Linked DNA regions of Mus musculus: region 2 is linked to region 1. Evidence: chromatin contacts called from public HiChIP or PLAC-seq data. All regions are on one chromosome and are shown on one strand. The core of a region is the stretch at or near the end of the contact, and the rest is flanking DNA. Distances in the headings are between cores, read along the strand shown.

The links. HiChIP or PLAC-seq counts read pairs in DNA pulled down with a chosen protein or histone mark.
Region 2: an H3K27ac HiChIP or PLAC-seq map of embryonic stem cells shows a contact between it and region 1, with 5 read pairs. The contact joins two enhancer-like sites. A contact is called at or near these places in 1 of 115 datasets of contacts at active chromatin or transcription factors (embryonic stem cells) and 3 of 9 other capture datasets (adipose tissue, liver and pancreatic islet).

Annotation. Positions count from the first base shown.
Region 1 is chr3:83,874,720-83,882,478 of GRCm38.p6, forward strand. No RefSeq gene overlaps it. Among named protein-coding and RNA genes, the nearest start is that of Tlr2, 37 kb to the left of the region's middle. Within about 2 kb of position 4,777, at least 7 of the 459 cell types and tissues checked have an H3K27ac peak or open chromatin away from gene starts, as enhancers often do. A contact at or near this core is called in embryonic stem cells, where this site is marked.
Region 2 is chr3:83,966,529-83,974,287 of GRCm38.p6, forward strand. It overlaps Tmem131l (transmembrane 131 like), which reads right to left. Exons shown (of 35, transcript NM_172681.4): 4 at 1,630-1,698. Among named protein-coding and RNA genes, the nearest start is that of Tmem131l, 70 kb to the right of the region's middle. Within about 2 kb of position 2,748, at least 26 of the 459 cell types and tissues checked have an H3K27ac peak or open chromatin away from gene starts, as enhancers often do. A contact at or near this core is called in embryonic stem cells, where this site is marked.

The DNA.
Region 1 (7,759 bases), core at 3,527-6,026:
ATGCAATAGATCAATTATTAATATTCTGTAATAACCAAATTAATTGCTGTTTGGAGCAGGGAACAGACACTTAGGTTTTTAAGACACAACTTTTGTTATAGTTATCCCAAACTATATGAATTTATCCTATAATTCTTTGTTAGCACCACAGTGGCTTAATAGGATGCTGAAACTGCGCTTTGAGGTGAATGCCACCTCGGCCTTGCCCTTGAGAGGCATTAGCTAATAAAATACTTTCCACTTAGGAAAAAATATGCACTGAAAGATTCAAACTCTTAGCTTATTGATTACAGCTCACTAGAAGCAAAACATCTCTATAAATATCAGAATGTAAAGGAAAAAACAAACTTTTAAATCTATAATAACTTTATATAAAGTAGGCAAGCCAGATTGTAATGCCTTTATAATTTCTACAGCCCGATTGACCTTTTATAAATTCTGAATTTAAGCATTATTTCAAACATCTGGATAGATCTGCAACAATGTTCTATTAGTTAAAGGGAATTTACCCTGAAGGCAGGGAGGGGGGAAGTTCTCAGAACTTCCCTAGTCACAGATTGTGAAACAAAGATTTCATGCCAGCTTCCTCGAGGCTGCTCTGAACTTGCATCAACTCTCACATAAGAAAAAATTTTCCAACCCAAGCATTTTGGCCCTCCTGTAATGAGGACAGAATTTTAGAACTACTAAGTTTCTTTGTAATATTAGATTGTAACTACAACCTTGGGAAAGCAAAACCCAATTTCAAAACAATTTATCACCTTAAGAATCAACATTAAAACTTCACTACTACATTGCGAGATTTGGCTGCCAATTTATACCTATGAATGCATGACAATGCAAGCTTTAAGGCTTCATTAAAGAGACATTGCTTTAAATCTTATCTTTAAATTTACTTTCTAGGATAAGAATCACATTAAATATTATCTCAGCTAGAAGTGTCTTAGGAGGCCCAGTTTTTTGGCCTGCTTATGAAAAGACTCCTGAGTTGCTAAAAGGCAGAGGTCCCAGGGAGGACACTGTGGTGGAATGCTGCTTAGGTATGGGGTGGTTTGAATGGCCTTGGCAGGTCCATAAGTTTGAATGCTTGTTCCCTAGTTAATGGAACTATCTGGGAAGGATTGGGAGGTATGGCATTGGTGGAGGAGGAGTGGCCTTGTTGAAGGAGGTGTGCCAGTGGAAGAGGGCTTTGAGATTTCAGAAGCCCACTCCCAGCCCCTGCTTCTCTCCCTCCCTTTCTCTCTTTCTTCTGCCTGCTGTCTCTGGATCAACTTAAGCTCTCAGCTTCTGCTCCAGTGCCATGCCTGTCTGCTACCCAGCTCCCAACCCTCAGAAACAATAAGCAAGGCTCCCAATTAAATGTTTTCTTGTATATGTCTTGGTCATACTGTCTCCTCACAGCAATAGAACAATGACTAAGACAAAGTTGGAGATATATTAGAAGAGTTCTTAACACTGCAGATGACAGAGAGACAGCAGCATGAGGAGATATCAGGCATGTGTAGTGGAGTGAAGGTCTTTGGAATGTTTTCACAGTAATTGGGTGGGAGAGAGAGAGTGAAAGTTTCCTTTTTAGGGCCATAGCTAGACAGTTGCCTGGAGCCATCAGTGAGCACTTAGTTAAAGAATGTTAGGCAAACATCTTTCCTGGTCTTTGTTAGGATCTAAGCAACGGACGCCATAAAGTCATACCATTGTACAGATCTCACATGGGACATTTATGGAGGGAGGTGGTGTTCAGAGGCTTTCTCTGGGTGAGGGTGGAGGGGAGAAGAAAGCAGGGAGAGGAGAGACTGGCCTTTTATAAGGGTTGTAATGCAAGCACAGGGTATGTAACCGTGGCAACAGTGGGAATGAGCTCATCTTAGCAGCTATTGATGATGTCTGCTGTCACTGTATGCCTGGGGGCAGGCAGTGGAGATACCTGATTCCTCCCCTTTGTATATTATAAAAGAGGGGACGTTGAAAGGGATGATTTCGAGGCAGGGATGAGGGTTGTGTGCTCTCTAGACTACTTCTTGCTGTCTAGGTGTGGTCATTTTCTAGAAACTTCAATGTTACCATCAGAGAACAAGAGTTTCAGGCTCTGTGGCTTGTGGTTGGTAGATCTGTAACAATAACTGATTAATTTCTGATTAGAGATTTTCTTTGAACTTGTGGTTGGAGAAATGCAGAGAAAAATTTGCCAAAGCAGGATATGATTAATAAATGAAGGAAAATGACAAAGAGGGGAGTCTGGAAGGGCAATCCCACTTCCACATGGGGTTCCAAATGCCTAGGGGACAGAGGCATTGGGTTGCTCCTAATGATATTTTGGAGGTCTGTTTGAAGTTGTTTGATTTTGTTTTGTACTATTCCCACTTGGTTGACATAGAAGCAGCATTCCTCTTGGAGGAAGGGGCAAAGGTCACCTTTTTAAGCTGTAAGAAAAATTTGGTCTCCATAAATTTTGGAGTACCACTGCAGGCAGGGAGTCAATCTGTCCTTGAAGAGTGAGTGTGGTTTGGGTCTCCTACTGGAGATCCTGGGTGAACCAGGAAGAAAACTAATGATACAAAGTCAAGGAAGTGGCCCTTCCCATTGTTCCAGGGACGACACCTGCAGCTATTCCTGTGACAACCAGGAGGGGCAAGATTTGAACTGCCCTTTTATAATGCCAGGCAGCTATTGCGTCCACAACTGGAATCAGTAGGGATTCTTTCTATGTATCATTCCCAACGTGGGGAAGAGAAATACTAGCATGCAAACTCCTTACCAGCTAGAGGGTAGACAATGGTAGACCTGAGTACCACAAAGAATGGAGGTCTGTGGACTGTAGGGCACTGGGGCTGAGATGAGGTATTAAGGATTATCGCTTTGTTGTTGTCTGGGGGATTTAATGCCCCTACAGAATGAGTCCAAATGCCTTAGAACAGATTGCCAAAGAAGGTAATAAGAAAAAGGGTTGGAGTCATGGCACCACCAGGCTCAGGGAAGCTGGTGAGTGGTGAGGTGGGATTATTTGATAGGGTCATAGGAGAGGCTGTAAGTGGTACATGTGAGCTACTTCTGGGTGGTCTATTCTCTCTGGATATTAATTGTGCTTACTGGGAGCCTGGGGTTGAAGAGACATAGCAGTTGCCAGAAGTGACCATTTCCCTCCTGGAATTTCATGAGTCCTGTATATACAAGTAGAGGGTCTTATCTCAGATAGAAGAGGGAATCAGGAGGAGATTTTAAGTATGGTGAATGGTATTGACAAGACCAGTATGGGAAGCCTCCATATCTGTCTGGCCATTTTTTACAATTACTTTCTGTCTGGTCAAAGAGTAAGCAGACAAAAAGGACAGTTATTCCTAGAAACTATAAAAATTTCCTCTTTAACAGAGGGGACTGTGAAAGGCTGGATAAATGTTTTCTATCCAAAGTAACAGCTTTGTGGATTGGAGTAATTGTTAGTCTCAAGTAGGTGACCTGAGGGATGGAAAATTGGATCTTAGATAGTGAGACTCTGTAGCCACAGCTGGACGAGAGCCTAAGTGTCAGTTTGGCTAATTTGTAGGGATGGACTGCAGATGATAATGCCATCTACATACTGTATGAGCTTGGATTGGGAAGAGATAAAGAAAAATGTATGACAGGGTAGAGGGAGACCACTGTAGAACTGATGAGCTGAAGATCTTGAAATAGGCAGTAGGTTATTGGGCTTCTTAAATGCAAGTGTAGGGGTGTTATAGGGCAAAGATGTGGGGGCAAAGTTGTTTTTCACAGGAAGTCAGACATAATATCCTTAAGTTCCTTGAGACTCTAGAGACAGAGCGTGTGTAGTTGGGGGTGGGGGTGGGGAGGGATGGTACTGAGCTCGGGTGATGTACCGGTAGAGTCTTGTAATCAGATGACAATAAAGGAATGATGTTTAGCAACTGGGGTTTTTGATTTGCCAGATAATGAGGGAGGGATCCATCTGGGATGCTGGAAAAGCTTTATGTGTTGAACCAGTAGGTTGGGTGGTTGGGTAAGAAAAGGAGAAGGGCTGCTGGCAAGCTTGAGCTCGAGAGAATGGTGGGGCGGGCGGGGGGGGGGGGCAAAGGAAATAGAGACTCCCACTTTGGCTAGAGGATCCCTTCCCAATAAGGGAATAGGACAGGTTGTCACCACCAGCTAGATGGTTCCCAGCTAAACAGAGAAAGTACGCACAGAAAGCTCTCAGTTTAGAACACCATCCATCCCCTGAGGCAGTAGGCAAAGGGTTGCTCCTCGATTGAGGTTGCTTTGGCTTTCTGCAGTCTTCTTATCACCTGGATTTCTCCAAAATGGCTGAATTGCTTGAGAGCTATTTCTTCAAAGCCATGAACAAAATCAGAGTCAGTTAATTGCTGCAGACTAACCCCTTCTGGGTCTCCTATCTGCGTGGAACGGGTTCTGATTGTAGGTGGGCAAAGGAGTCAGTGAGATGGAGGGGTAACAAACAGGCTTGACACAAGGGAGTGTGGATCTGAATGTAATTTGTCAAATCGAGCATCAAACTTTTTATACAGAAGAAAATAGGGAAGTTAGGTGACACACTGGCAAGGTACAATGAGGTTACAGGATTCTTACATAAAACAAAGACATGCAAACACGGAAGGACTGACGGGAACCAACTGGGAGAAAATTCAATGTTAACAGCTGGGATCAAAAAACAGCCCCACCTAAGGTCAGCTTAATCTTAGAAGCCAGGGGCAAGGGCTTTGTGCCCTTGCCATAGTTCCTATTCTAGTCTATTGAATAGTCCACCTCCCCCCCTAGGCCATTGTAAATTCTTGTGTATGGGTGTAACTCAGCTATCTATAGTTCTAAGAATCTATTCTGGCTCCTCCTTAGACCACAACCTTCCTTCTTCCTAGGTAATGGTAAATTCATGTGTAGGGCAGTGACTTAGCTATCCATGCCCAGGGTCAGCTCAAGGACTGACTGCCTAGAACTGGTGAAGAATCTAACTTAGCTATATGTCAAAAATTCAATCCTTAGAAGCACTTATAATAAAGCAATATTAAGGGAAAGCACACGGATCATTTACCAACTAAAGCAAGGACATTGGAGCATTCATTATACAGGATGCCACGGTTCTAGGAGACTAAGTTTCCATGAACTTTTCACCTCAGGACAGCGCCCAGGTTTTTTGGGGCCTGTCACTACTGGAGTGGATGTAGCAGCTAATAAGACAGAATCTCACATAGCATAGCCATGGGGTGACAACCTATCACCTTTATGATATTCTGTTGGCTAAAGGCCAATTATAGTCACTGCCACTATCAAGGGGAAGGAACTTTACAGGGATTCAAACCAGGAATCAGGAGTCATGGAGGCCACTGAAGCCACACTCAACACCCCATAATGATTCCAAGGAGCCAGTTGAACTGAGGGGAGATTCTGGGCTATAGTCCCACCTAACCAGAGTCATGTGATATGTCCTTACCACAGTTCTCCTGTATTTCCTGAGAGATGAAATTTCTGGTAAGAAGTATTAATGACTGTGATGATTTGTATATCCTTGGACCAGGGAGTGGCACCATTTGAAGGTGTGGCCTTGTTGGAATAGGTGTGACCTGGTTGGAATGGGTGTGTCACTGTGGGTGTGGGTATAAGATCCTCACCCTAGTTGCCTGGAAGTCAGTCTTCCACTAGCAGCCTTTGGATGACAGCCTGGATACTGCCATGTCCCCACCTTGATGATAATGGACCGAACCTCTGAACCTGTAAGCCAGCCCCAATTAAATGTTGTTTTTTTATAAGACTTGCCTTGGTCATGGTGTCTGTTCACAGCAGTAAAACCCTAACTAAGACAATGACCTCTACAAATAAACAAAAAGTGTGCATATTAGGTGGCAGTGTGAGGAGCGGGTGTGGCAGCAGTCCCAAGATGGCACCCGGGACTGCAGCCAAGTCTTATGACTTGCACCTGACTTCCTCATACACCTGAAAATAAGCCATTGTGAGAACTGCACAGGTGCACCATGATGCAAGATCGGACCATATGACAAGTGATGATTCTGGCCAATGGACTGCTGTTACGTGGACTGGGCTGATGGGGCGTGGTTGAGGGCTTATATAAGGGATTGCGATTGGGGGCAGAGGAAGGACTTTTCCTGGAGAGAGATTCCTAGAGTTTTTTTCCTGGAGAGAGATTCCTGCATGCATGTTGAAAGGTTACTGAATAAACTGCTTTGAGAAGAACGCTGTGTCGTTGCTCTTTTCTGCTGGTCAGAGACAGAAGCGACAAGTAAGTACCACGGAGAAATCAGTGGTGCCGGGGGAAAGGAGGGCCAGCATTTCATGTGTGTATGGGAGGAGTGTAGTCACAGAGCCTATTGGAAACCCATCCACGTTCCCAGTGGAGTTTTCCTCTAGGGTGTTTACTCAGTAATCTCTGCTTATGTCACTATGCCTCCTGCAATCTAGCTATTTGACTCATATGGCCCTCTGGGGTGGATGCAACAGGGCCGTTCTAATTTGCTTTCCATTGCTGCAATAAAATACTAACCAAAAGCAACTTGGGGAGAAAAGAGTTTATTACATCTTTCAATTCAGATCACAGCTCATCACTGAAGGAAGTCACGGCAGAAACAGAGATGATACTTCCTGGTTTGCTTCCCATGGATTGCTCAACTGCTTTTTGTTTGTTTGTTTGTTTGTTTGTTTTATATCATCCAGGACCTTCCCAGGCACCAACCACAGTAGACTGAGCCTTCCCACATCAATCATTAATCAAGAAAATGGCCTGCAGACTCACCTACAGACAATCTGATGGAGGAAGCTCAGTTAAGATTCTCTCCCCCTTCCCAGATGACTTTAGCATGTGTCAAATTAACAACAATAACAACAACAACACCCAACCAATCAACCAACCAAAAAACTAGAAACAAAACTACCAAAACAAACAAACCAAACAAACAAGAAAAACCTAAAACAAAACACCTGACCAGTGAGGGGCAATGATTACTCATATATGTGCTTCAACCTAGAAGTTACAGATGTGACTTCTGCTCAAATTCATTGTCTAAAGCAATAATATGCAAGAAAGTAGCATCTCTATATGGCCACAATCAGGAAAGTCCTCTAATAAAGTCATAGGTAGCAATCAGGATACAGAAAATGTCACACAGAAACCTAGGAAATGAGTGTGTCAGACAAGACAGAACTCACAAAGACTTGTGGGTCACAGCATCCTTAGTGTATAGAAGAGAGGGCAAGGAGGCAGGATGGCCAACAGTGGGAATTAGAGAGGAGGAAGAGAAAAGGGTGATGCCCTTGGGGGCTATGGCACTTCAGTGTGATTGGAAAGATACAACTTGGTATTGAGACAGAAGTGTGAGCTGGTTCCACATTCAGGAAGGGACATTCATTCATAGCTGCTCTTGTGCTCTTCTTCACTTTGGGTTTTTGAGGAATCGTCATGCTCTGCAGGCCAAGCTGTCCTGAAACTCACTGTGTAGACAAGCAATTCTCTGAGCTCTGTCTCTCAACCCTGGATTTCAGGTGTGAAACACTACTGTCTTCATAGATGTTCTCTGGACTATTCCAATAGCCCATCTTTGGCATTAAAGCTTCTTTACTCTGTGGTTGAAACGTTGTTGGGTGTATCAGTTACTATTTTCATTGTCAGGTCAAAAAATATTTGAAAGAAATAACTTAGAGGAGTGAAGTTGATTTTGGTTCATGATCCATCATGATGAAGGAAGCATGGTAGAATGGCTTGGTCCAGAGCTGGGCGTGGTGGCACATGCCTTTAATCCCAGCA
Region 2 (7,759 bases), core at 1,498-3,997, 90 kb after region 1:
CTGGCTATATTCACCATGATCCATTTCATTATACCTACCAATCTAAAATAGTCTCTAAAATAGTCCTGCGTGCATGCATATACACACAAACACACACACACACACACAATTTCCTCAAGAAAAACAAAACAAAAAAAAACTTTGTGTAAACTATTCTCTCAGATTTGAAGTCAGTGAGATTATAAATCATTTAACTTATCTGATAAATGATTATAAATTCAACTTTTAACAAATTTCTTAATCTATTTTTTGTAAGTAATTCAATACAAAATATTCTGAGCATGGTAGTGCAAGCCTTTAGTGCCAGCACTGAGGAGATAGAGAGCTCTGTGACTTCCAAGCCTGCTAGGACTACAGTGCAGGACCTTGTTAATAATTAGATAGTTTAGTAATTAGTTCAGACACCTAGAATCTTGTAAAGTTAGCAAACTACTTTAACAATTTGATCTCCTCCTCCCTTTAGAAAAAACTCCTTTGAAAAGCTCAGCAAGATAGCTCATTCCTTCCCTGTGGCTCCAAACTTCAGAAATGCAGACAATGACAATGTCAGAACGTGACAAGAATGGCAGGTGAAAGCTCAAAGCACGGGTTGCAGACCCCACTGGCCCTAGGGTCATTCATCACCAGGTAACTTCACTCAGCAGCTCTTGAACACATTGTGAACCTAAGCAGAGCTTTGAGGGGACAAATCGAAGATGTACCTTTTCAATGCCTACTACCAGGCTTTAAGTTTTAACTGCATCCCAGACATGCCCCTCCTCTCCTGTGTGATCCCAAAGCCTGCATTTCCTCTTTCATGTTTCTTAGCACTGTGACTCTCCTTACAGCGTATCTCATCTTCTCTGCCTAAACGTCCACAACTACCCAGGAACGATCAATAGAGTACAACTTCCAGCCTGAAAGTACAGCAGGGAAGGCAAACAATTGCATCTGGCCTAAAAGGATTCAGAGATCATCAGTATTCCATTTTTCCATTATAAAATAATCAAACTTGTTCCAAAAAACACCCAAAGACTTACCACTGAATTCTTACTGAAGTCTAGCTATTATCAAGTAGTATAAGGCATATCATGACGCAACTGGATGGGGGCTGACTGTATACCACAGTAGGAAAGCATACACCTGGAATGGACAAGGGCCTAACTGCAAAACATACATCAAAAAACTCAAAGGGTTTAAAATAGCTTTTGTACTCTCTCTTTCATGAACTATTCCTTTAACAAGTCTCAGGATTGAGACCCTTTCACATTATTATATGCTTAACATATAACACTGTGTGTGTGTATGTATGTGTATATATATATATATATATATATATATATATCATCATGTAAGATCCACTGAGGCCAGAGGCTGGAGAGGGCTCCATGGTTATTAGTTTATGTTGCTCTTGCAGGGATGGGAGCTTAGTTCTCAGCACTCATATTGAACAGTTCACAACTGCCAGTAACCCCAGCCCCAGGGGAGCCAGTGTCCTCTTCCGGTTTCTGTCAGCATCAGCAGTCATGTGGACATAACTACAACTCAACACATACGCATATAATTAAAAATAAATATGTTAAAAAGATATGCTGAAGATAAATACAAATAAGATGAATTTAGTTATAAATTTAAAAAAAAAATACTTACTGTATTCCAAAATCTAGAACTGACGGCTGAAAATGTAAGCCTTTTCCAATGAACAGTTTATCTGAGAAGCTAAAAGACAAAAGGAAAAAAAAGAGAGAGAGACATTAATTGCTTAGGTTTAAATTTGAATTTTGCAATCATATGCTCAGTACAATGACTCTAAATTCATGCTATCTAATTTTACTCACTTATAGATAAATTTGAACTAGAGTTCTAGAAATTTACAACCGTCTAGCTTACAGTTAATATAACATTTATCAAATGGACAGATCTTGCCAACAGATGACGACACAAACGAAGCCCTACTTAATGACTAGTAGGCTTCTTTCTGCATGAAGTCAGGTAACAGGCCTATCTTCACATACCCAAAACAAAGAAAAACACATCTGTAAAGCAGGTTTGAGGAAACTCTGGCCCCTGAATTCTTTAGGCCAATGGTTAATATGTGTACTGGCTGGTTTTGTGTGTCAACTTGACAAAGGCTGGAGTTATCACAAAGAAAGGAGTTTCAAGTGAGGAAATGCCTCCATGAGATCCATCTGTAAGGCATTTTCTCAATTAGTGATCAAGGGGGGGAGCGCCTCTTGTGGGTGGTGCCATCCCTGGGTTGATAGACTTGGGTTCTATAAAAAAGCAGGCTGAGCAAGCCAGGTGAGGCAAGCCAGTTAAGTAACATCCCTCCATGGCTTCTGCATCAGCTCCTGCTTCCTGACCTGCTTGAGTTCCAATCCTGACCTCCTTTGGTGATGAACATCAATGTGGAAGTGTAAGCTAATTAACTCTTTCATCCCCAACTTGCTTCTTGGTCATGTTTGTGCAGGAATTGAACCCCTGACTAAGACACCAGGGAAAGGCCTGTGTGTCACAGGCTGCTGGAGGTAGGCATAATTTTCAACCAGGTCTGGATTCATTTAGTTCATTTAGTTTTGTTTGTTTCTGAGATAAAGGCTCACTCTGTAGGCCAGGCTAGGCACTATGTACCTTAGGCTGGTCTCAAACTCATAGGCCTCTCTTGTCTCAGCTCCTGAGTGCTGGGTTTGCAGACAGGAACCATCATCATTCGTGGTATAAGAACCACATAAACTCTCACATGGCAAGTCACATTCTCAGCACCTGAGTGCTCGCTGTGATCTCACTTCCCTTACAAGTCACAGGGCTGGAGAGACAGCTCAGAAGACAGTGGTGTTTGCTGTCCCCGCAGAAGACCCAGGCAGGTTCAGTTCCCAGCACCTACACAGGACTCACGACCATCTGTAGCTCCAGTGCCAGGGAAATGTGACTGCTCTTCTGACTTCTTAGGGAACCAGGTATGCACATGCTACACATAAATGCATACAACCATAAAACACTAATACACATAAAACCAAATAAACATTTTTAAAAAGTCAAGAGTCATAGATCAATTCAGTAGAAAAACAAATCAAGCACATGTAAGTGAAAAATATAATAAAGCTATAACAAGAGATATAAACATTTAGATGGATTAATTAGATAGACAGACAGACAGACAGACAGACAGAGGTATGACTATTTGAAAGTTTACATAGCACAGAGATGTTTACTGGAAGAAACTCCCTAAGTGAGCATACTTTATTTAGAGACTCAGAATAGTTCTCCATAACAAAAGCTTACCATTTTCCCTCCCCTCAAAGCTCTCAGGAAGCTGGTCCCACTTTTGTCACCTGGACTTTAAGTCTGCCAGCTAGAAAGTAAGGTGACCTTTAGAAGATCTTTCTCAGAGGTTTGCTGTTTCCTGAAAGCACAGTCTATGGAGGGGTGGGAGAACCACCCCATTCCTTACAACTCCAGCTACAATCTTTTCAAACTCCCTTCCTCCAAAAAGCATCTGCTCAGAGCTACCTGAGTCTCTGTCCTATCTCCAATACCAGCTGGGTTAAAAATCAAAGTGGCACTTTGGTCTCTTGTCAACTTTTCCACCCAATAGAGACTAGATCCCTTCAGACTCTAGAGCCCAGCACTACAGCTCGCTTGTAAATAAGACCACTAGCTGCCTCAGAACAGAAGTGACAACCTCAGAGGTGCACCATGGGCACACACACTACAGAAACTGGTCAGGGCTTAGCATTCCAGGAGAACCCCAAGCAACCTTAGAGAGGCCACAGAAATGTGCTGTATTAATAACACGCAACAGAAGCTAAGAGCAGCTCCTTCCCGTCCAGTGCCAGAGCCAGAAGTTGAACATTGGGTTTTGCACATGGTTTCCAAGTGGGCAGACAAAGCCTGGAGGATTTCCTCAACTTACAAGGTCACAAAGCACAAAGAGGCAAATCTCTAACTCAGACCTGGGGCCGCTGGAAGGGAGAACACTATCTGGGAACCAACTAGGCCTAGCCTGTTGTGTGACAGCCTGAGCTGCAGGTCTCACAAGCCTGGTTCCACACCCACGGCCATTGCTTTCCTGGTCTGAGCCGGTCAGTAGCTTCATTTGTTAGTGTCTGCCTTATCGTCTAAAAAAGAAAATGCAGGGACAGCAGTATGTAGCTTACAGTTGTTGTGGAGCTAAAGTGAGAGGACATGGCCTTTGCTTCATGCCTGCCCATGATTTATATAATAACCATAGGATCATGTTACAAAGAGGATGGCATTCATCTAATAAAAAAGGAAGGAGACAAATGCAGAGGCCACTGGGGCTCAGTGCCCATGCTGGCCTCTGGACTGAGAGATCCCAATGCAGTCATAGTGACAGTCTATGAATAGAACAAATGAAACACAGACTGGACTATCTCCCACGTAACAGATTTTCAAATTCCACAGTCACAAACCTCATGTGCTCAACAAAAATCAGGCACCTGGGGGTCAATTTAAAGTAATATAGCAGAAACACCCCAAATTTCTCTAACTTTAAAAAGAAAAACAAAATCCCATCAGTGATTTCCACCCCCCTGAAATCACAGATGATTCTTTTTCCTTGTTAACAGATTTTATGTCACCTGCCTAAAAACTTTGGACAGCAGCATATCAAGGCATGTGGAAGCTTAACGTTAAGTAAGTTAAAGTAACAGGCCTGAGAGGTCGAAGCCGAGGGAGCCCATGGAGCTGGAGAGTCTTCCCACGCATGCGCTCAGAAAGGGGGCTGAGGATTAGCAGCACGGCTCCCTCCCCAAGACAAGCCCTCCAAACCACAACTTAACTTCTCACTTCTCGGAAACCAATCCTTCCCAATCTTTCTGTTTTAAGACATCCTCTGGCCTGCCCTTATTTAGGGTCCTGCAGGCAGCATGGAGAAAGCTGTGCTGCACTTAGGCTCCGGGAGAGTTAAACAAGCAGGCCTTGCTGGGTTCCTAACCAGCCTCTCAGCCTATGCCTATGCACGCAAGTCTCCATAGAGACCCCACAGCTGAAAACATCCAAGGCCCACGGTGGTGGGGAGTAGCCTCCATATAGACCCCTTCTTGCTTGCCTCCCCTATTGCCTCTGTCACACCCTTTACAGTAAAACTGAGCGAATGTTTCCCTGGCTTCTGTGAGCTGTTCTATCCAATCTATCAAAAACCTCGAGGGTTGTGGGAACCCTGCCTGCAGCCTGTGCGTCAGAAGTGTGGGTGAAACAATCAGACTTGTGGCAGGGCACCTCAAGTAGGAAGGAGGCTTGGGACTGTGGTCTTAGTCTGAAGGATGTGACCAGACACAGTGTCAGAACTGAACTAGACCAGAGGACTCGGGCTGGTGTCTATTGCAGAACTCATTACTGATGGATGAAGACAGTCTCACACTTCTCAGAGTCACAGGGACTTCGTGTTCATTACTGAGGTGCAAATGTTAAGGGGACAAGGTGGCTGGCTTTCCAGCAGTGGGTAAGTAGCAAGCGGCCATAATTTAGTTACATGTGGACATCACAATTATCCTCAGATGCTCAGTGCTTGTGGTTCAAACACTAAAGACTTTTCCAAACCAACACCTTTAAAGAACTAACCCTGAGAGGCTGTGGTAAAGAAACAATATGCCACCTTCTCGCCCCCACAGTTTCACAGGCCAGCCTTACCTTTGCAACTTTCACCCTTAATAACCCATTATCAGGGAATGCCAACCCTCAGCTGGTGTCTTTTACTCCAGGAGAGTCCCAAATGACACAAAGTAAACAAAAGCAGCTCAGAAAAGTTAATTATGGCTAGGCGTTGGTGGCGCACGCCTTTGATCCCAGCACTTGGGAGGCAGAGGCAGCCGGATTTCTGAGTTCCCGGCCAGGCCAGCCTGGTCTACAGAGTGAGTTCCAGGACAGCCAGGGCTACACAGAGAAACCCTGTCTTGAAAAAAATAAAATAAAATAAAACAAAAAGTTAATTATGTATTTATGCTATGTGTTTTAAATTCTTACTCTGTATCTGTAAGATACAGTTTTTACTACAAGGGAACAACACAGTAGCTGTTCTGCGCTTCTGTGACAGGGAGAGTGATGGAAAACACAGGTGGTGATGCCTGAGAGGACATGAGCTCTTATCTATGTACCCCTATCTCTCGCACTCTTAGTTCTCACTGGATGACGAGGGCTGAGAATGAACCCAGAACTACGTGTAAGCTAACGGCATGCTTTCTTTCTGCTCTACAGCCTCCTGCTTCCTCTAAGTCCTATTTTAAAGATGCCCACCTTCTGCAGGAAACAGAACCTTTTTTCAGCAGTCGGACACAGCTGCAAAGCATCCCACAGTATTTTAAGGTCTAGCTAAATGACCCAAATCCAGCCACTGCACACTTTTTAAAGGTCTATCTCTGTTTAAATGACACAAATCAAGGCATCCCACAGTACTTAAAGACCCACCTATGTTTCAATAACTGAAATGAAGTCATCCCACTTTCTAAGGTCTATCTCAGTCTTAATGACCCAAAACAAGCCACCTCATACTTTTTAAAGGCCCATCTCTGACTAAATGACCCAAATCAAGACATCCCACACTTTTTAAAAGGTCTATTGCTGTCTAAATGTCCCAAAATCAAGGCACCCTATACTTTTTTTAAAGTCCTATATGTCTACAATGATCCAAATTCGTGTCTTTCTCTTTTTCCTAAACAGTCATATTTTTCTCTATACATATAAAATAAAGCCAAATAAAACAAAATTAAATTTAAAAAAAAGTTTGGAAAGGTGGCTAGTCCAAAAGAAAAGACCTTTGATTAGAAATGAGCCAGCCTGAGTCAGATACAGCTGTAGCAGGAGCTCAGGGAGCAGGGCTCAGTCCCCTATTCTGTAGAATGTGCTGGATGCAGCTGATATTCTCAGAACTGTGTGGATACCTGGATTCCTTACTCCTAGAAAAAGTCAGCCCAGGTGCAGACGTCACACACACCCTTCAAAAACAACAGCCTGGAAACTCTGACATGGAAATGAGTTAGCTATAACCAGCTGTCTGGCTGTTTATGTGGCTTGTCAGCTGAGCAAGGCAGGATGGCACCTGACTGTCCTCCATATTCCTCAATAGTCTGTTTCCATCAAAGCTCTACCAAGCTGCTGCTTTTTAGTAAACTTTGCCAACACCTAGATAGCACAAATTAAAAAAAAAAAGTCAAGACAATGACTTCGGCCAATGAAGTGGGGGATGGGCAAGAGAAATGCTCCATCCTCATTTCACAAAGGCTCCGCACCCAGGGGGAGCACACCATCCCACGAGGAAATAATGCTCATAATGCTCACGGCTAGATCCTGCTATCCAGAAACGACACAGCACTGACTACAGGGCTTGAAATAACAGTAAAAGCTCACAGTGGAGATAAAGGTCTCTTGGCAGAACATGGTTTCTTAGTTTCTTTTACTGTAGAACGCTCCAGGTTTTATGGTCAAAGCATAAATACACTGAGACAGAACGTCTAAGAATAAAGGGCTCTGAGAATGAAAATTGGGTCTGTGGATACACACTCAGTGATTTTAAAAAAGGAAAATAAAAAAGCTTGGGTTTGGAGGCTGCTCCAATGTATTGATGGCCAGGCCTTCCTAAGGCCATGACAAGTGTCCTTCCCTAAAGTGTCTCCAAACTTGCTAATGAATATGCTCACACCTGTAACTCCCAAAGAGAATTCCTCTTTCAGTGTCTAACCAACTACTCTTTCTGGATTGGATGGATCCTGGAATTTTCAACATCGCCCCCTCTCTCTCTTTTCTCCTACACGTACACATGAAG